Linked DNA regions of Gossypium hirsutum: region 2 is linked to region 1. The links are chromatin contacts, called in public Hi-C maps. All regions are on one chromosome and are shown on one strand. Each heading gives the region's core, a stretch centred on a gene start, on an enhancer-like site or on the middle of the called end of the contact. The rest is flanking DNA. Distances are from core to core; before and after follow the strand shown. Region 1 holds the start of LOC107935389 (calcium permeable stress-gated cation channel 1). Region 2 holds the start of LOC107935402.

What was found. Hi-C and Micro-C count contacts between places; a contact is called where the count stands out from the background.
Region 2: a contact with region 1 is called in a Hi-C map of callus, with 4 times the contacts expected there. The contact joins the promoter of LOC107935402 here to the promoter of LOC107935389 in region 1. A contact is called at or near these places in 2 of 34 Hi-C or Micro-C datasets (callus and leaf).

The regions. Positions count from the first base shown.
Region 1 is chrD10:911,774-914,447 of Gossypium_hirsutum_v2.1, forward strand. LOC107935389 (calcium permeable stress-gated cation channel 1) reads left to right here and starts at 1,311. Exons shown (of 12, transcript XM_041102646.1): 1 at 1,311-1,814; 2 at 2,032-2,366; 3 at 2,438-2,590. The coding sequence starts at 2,053.
Region 2 is chrD10:1,090,533-1,093,206 of Gossypium_hirsutum_v2.1, forward strand. It overlaps LOC107935402, which reads left to right and starts at 1,342. Exons shown (of 9, transcript XM_041102660.1): 1 at 1,342-1,414; 2 at 1,620-1,725. The coding sequence starts at 1,412.

The DNA of each region.
Region 1 (2,674 bases), core at 61-2,560:
AATTTGAGAATTTAATTGAAACGTTTGAATTTTAAGGACCAATTTAAAATTTACCCGTAAATTGAGACTATCTAAAGAATTAACCCTTTTTAGTATTATACTGTTTGTACCCCTAAATTCAATCCGCTTAGCTTACGTCATATCCAACGCCGCCACATCACCAATCCCGATCCAACTTTCCGGAACAACTCACTCGCTTTCTCCATTATCTGTCTCTTTAATATGATCGGTCGGTTTTTTCACGCTCCTCCGCCGCGACTCTAACAAAATGCCCATCTACAAAATACAGTAACAGTAGCAACACCCACGTGATAGCTTGCCGACATTTAAGGCAACCTTTTTCTCCTCCCAATCAATTTATTCCTCAAATTTTATAAAAACATCCTTGTATTATGTGATTTTTATAAATTTAGTCCTTATACAATAATTTAATTATTCCTAACCCTTCACTTTTTAAAACGTTTGTTTCTAAATTCAAAATTTTCGTTAATTCTGTCGAGTAATTTGAGATGTTTTAAACAAGTGGTATACATTTCAAATAAAAAAAGTCATATAATTTGTTTTTCAACTTTAGTGAATTTCTTCCCCTGGTTTTTTTCTCCAAAAAGGTTTTCATTTAAAATTTGTGTTCTTAATTTTCTTTTCTTATTTTTTTTTGCAATAATTCTATTGTCATGATCTACATTTATTATAACATATTTTTTCATTTTTTATAGACAAATAATATACTAATTTTCATATTTTGTTTTCTTTTTATAAAATGAAGTTTATATATCACATCATTCCATGCTTAGAAAAGCATATTACATTAAATTATTGAGATAAAACAACATTTAGTTTTTGAATTCGATAATTTTTTTTAATTTGGTCCTTAAACTTTCTTCATTCATATTTTTTAATATTTGATAAATTTCTCAATTTGATCCTTAAACTTAGATTCCTTTAAAGTAGTTGAAAATTTTAAAATATATATATAAAATCTAAAAGATAAAAATAAAAAAATACAATTTTCAAAAAATTACATAGCACAATCTCATAGTGCTACGGTATTGAGAAAAATTGCTAAATTATGGGATTAATATAGACAAAAAAATGATCAAATTCAAAGTCTGGGTATTGCTTTATTCCTATATTATTTAAAAAATTAATAATAAAAAATTAACCTCAAAACTAAAAAAATAGGATTAAAAATGAAAAATTATAATAAAAAGACTAAAATCGAAAAGGAACACATAATACAGGGATTTTATATACAAATTGACATAATTTTACTAATTAGTAAGAACAGAAAGGAAAAAAAAAGACAAATCGGTCAATTTAGAACAGGGACATGAAAAAGAAAGAAAGAAAGAAAGAAACGATCCCTCAAATAATGACAACCCAAAGAAAAAACTAACACTGCAGTTACCACTCACCACCACCATTATATCTGTTTTAAGCCAAGACAAAATCTTTGTAGGGAAAAAGAAATCCCACTAAATTGTTATAAAATACCCTTTGGTTTCTTTTAAATTACTGTTTCTAGCCTTTATTTTTGCTTTTTTATCCATTCCTGTTATGGAAGAAGCTGGATTTTCTGTAATTGTTTACAATTGCGTGTGTTTCACTTTCCCTAGCTAAGTAATGGAGGAATGTTCTTGCTTTGTTTGATCTCGAAAGCGATCCAAACAACCACTAATTCAATTTATGATCTTCAACAACCAAACCAACAAGAAAATTAGAAAAAAAAGGTACTTTCTTTGTCTTTGGTTTTTTTAGAACAGTATAAAAACTGTTCCTTTTTCTTTCACTTGAAGAGTCTCAAAAAAAAGAAGGTAAGGATTTTTATTCCACTTGATTGAATCTGGGTTCTTTTTTTTTTTGGTTTAGAAAATAGCTGAAATTTTGGAGAAAAAAAGAGAGAGAGGCGATTTTGCTATGTGTTTTTGCTTTTAAGACATGATTTAGCTGTTTGGTTTTTAGGTTTTAGCTAGAATCTTACAACCTTAGAGGAGTTTAATTGGTTGATTATGGTGTTTTTTTCTTTTGCAGGGGAGGTTTTTTTTTTTGTAAATGGCGACATTAGGTGATATAGGGGTTGCAGCAGCTTTTAATCTGCTTAGTGCATTTGTGTTCTTTATAGCTTTCGCCGTATTACGGCTTCAACCGTTCAACGACCGGGTTTATTTTCCGAAATGGTATCTTAAGGGTTTACGAACCAGTCCGGCTAGTTCCGGCGCGTTCGTGAAGAAATTCGTTAACTTGGATTTTCGATCTTACTTGAAGTTCTTGAATTGGATGCCCGAAGCGTTGAAAATGCCCGAACTCGAGCTTATCGATCATGCCGGGTTGGATTCGGCTGTTTATTTGCGCATTTACTTGATAGGGTATGCTGCATTTTACGTTAATGTCGGGGCCTTTTTTGGTTTTCGTTATATTCTCGATATTTTGTATGCAGGTTAAAGATTTTTGTCCCTATCACTATTGTGGCGTGGGCGGTTCTAGTACCAGTTAATTACACGAATAAAACATTGGAATTGCAGTTGAAGAATGTAACTTCGAGTGATATCGATAAGCTCTCGATTTCAAATATTGCACTTGAATCAGATAGGTCGGAGATCTTGATATCATTTGCTAACTACATTTGTGTTAAATCTGTTATTCCGATAGATGTTATACGGTGGAATAATATGTA
Region 2 (2,674 bases), core at 92-2,591, 180 kb after region 1:
TTTTTTTTTGTTCTTTATTGAGAGTAAGGCCACAAGATTATGTCACTGCCCATGGCTACAGAGTCCCCACTCTAGGTTTGGATTGTAGTCACTAATGTGAAAGCCTCTTCATATGTGGGCCACCAATGGCCCAAAGAGGCCCATCCATAACTTGGAGTTTTTACCAGAATTTGAATTTTTTTAATAATTAAGGTATTTTATTACGTCAATTTTACGGCTTATAAAGATTTTTTTTTTGTGAAGTTCATAATTATTCGTCCCAATAACATTATTTTTAAGGTTTGAATTTATATTCTTTCATTAAGTGCAAAGTATTTTATAATTGCACCAAATACTTATTGTTAGATTTTTTGAACGGACGTTATTTCCAATGTTTGAACTTTCAACCTGAGTTCTTCGTAGAAAGACCTTAATTTTAATAATATTAATAGTTGAACTTGAATCTTAAAATATAAAAAGTAGAATGATTGAATTTCTGAAAGTAAAAGTAGATTGACTAAATTACAATTTTACAAATAGTATAAGAACTTATGACATATTTTAACCTCAATGTATTTTCCATATTCGTTTTACTGTTTATGAAGATCAATCCCTTTGGAGTTTGTGGTTGCTCCTCGTAATAACATTGTTTTTAAGGTTTGAATATGTATTCTTCCATTGGAAGTGAAATATATCTTATCACTGTATCCAACATTGGTTGGTAAGTTCGTATCTCCCCCAATCTAGGTGTTACTTTTCATGAATTGTACACGACTCTCCGTGAAGGCCAAGGACAAAATCACTACACAGGGACAATATCTTTCATTGAAGAGTCCATCGACTCTCAAACAAATAACACTTCAAAGACTTTTCCTAAAAGAAAATCTGATTTCTCCTCAACAAAACTCTTTTAATATAAACTTATTAAATTTAAATCTCAAAATTTACAATTTTATATCAGCAGAATTCAAATGGATTATATCTAAATTATCCAAATTTAAAATAAACTTCGAAATTTTAAAATTAAAATTGATTATAAATTTAAATTAATTATTTAATTAAAATATTCTACAATCCCTATATTTTTTAAAAATTAAAAATTTAATCCTTATACTTGTATTTTAAGGAATTTAGTCTCTTTACTTTTCAGATTTTAAAATTCAGCTTCAACTGTTAACAGATAGATTTAGATTTTGAAATATGAAAAGTAGATGAACTAAATTCCTAGAAATTCCAAGTACATGGACTAAATTCCTAATTTTTGAAAAGTACAAGGACTGTAAGCATATTTTAACCTAATTAGTTCTATCTATAATTAGTAAAGGTCTCGTGAAAGATGACTTGTAAACTAAGTGTAAAAAAAAAAAAAAACATTGATGGCCTTAAATGTTTGATGCAGTGGGTGTGTGTTCATATCTGAGCATTTAAGTCGATGGTAGGGTCTACTAAAGATGACAGCTATTTTCATTACTCTTCTTCAGTGCTTTCTTTTCTTATTATTTTCATCTCTCTTTTGAAGCACATTCATGGCTTCTCTGTGCTCTCTTCTCTCTCTTTCTCTCATGTCTTCCAACTTATCCCCTTCCTTAATCACATTCTCTCACTTTTAATCCCTTAACTCTTTAACATCTATTTTCTAGTTACAACTGTTTATCTTCATTAGAGGAAAGAAAGAGATGAATGCTGGCGTGTCTCTTGAGCACAATTTCAGCATGTTGCTGCTTAAGCTGTTTGTGGTTCTTGCCTGTGAGTGATTTTTAAACATCATGTTTCTCATTTCTCATTTCTGGGTTTTGCTTATATTGGTATCATCTATTTGTTTTAACTGTTGGGTCATTATTAAAATTGCGGGAAATGTTAGCCTGGAATTCTTAATTTTTTTTCTTGTAAATTTGAGCTTAAAGAAATAGATTAGTCTTGAATTTCACTAAATAAGTCTGGTAAAGTTTTTACTTTATGTGTAGGAAGATTCTTAATTGAAAATAGTATTCAATTTTCAGTGATTTGGTGCATTAACTTATTGAACTTATACTTTCTTGCATTATTTGCGCTGATACATTTTAGGTTCTTTGTGTTTGCCAGCTTGAACTTTTCTTTATTATATTAGCTTTGTAATTTATGTTAAATACAATGTGATGGGTAGAAGTATCATGCAGGCCCTGTATCAGGAGAAAGATTGCATTTTATCCCTTTACTCTGGTTAAATTTAGTTGTTGCAGAGTAAACTGGTCTTTTTTTTTGTTAAAAGCTTATCTATTTCTACTGTTTAAAAGTTAATGTGGCTGGCAAAATTACCTGACAGTTACAAGTGATTACAAGTGATGTGCCATTTATACCTCATTCTAACCTACACGGATCAGTTTTTAGTAGTAGAATTGATGAAATTTTTAACAGAATGAACAGTTTGCTCTTTGATCTAATTTACATGGACTAATTTGTGTACTTTTTTGAGTAGAGGTGGCAAAATGCAATTCGGCTCTTAGTACAAGGGTGTCCATGGTACTTTTACCCAATGTGATGATATTAGCTTTGGACCTCTCTTATGTCCATTAGCTTGAAAAAATTATTAGAAAAGAAGTTAATGTAATTGGAATGTTTGATTCTTGTGAATAGTTGATATTAATTTTAGTTTGCTTGTGTTTTATTGTAGTTTTAGAAATCTGTCTGCTAACAAATACTTGAAATTTTAGTCTTT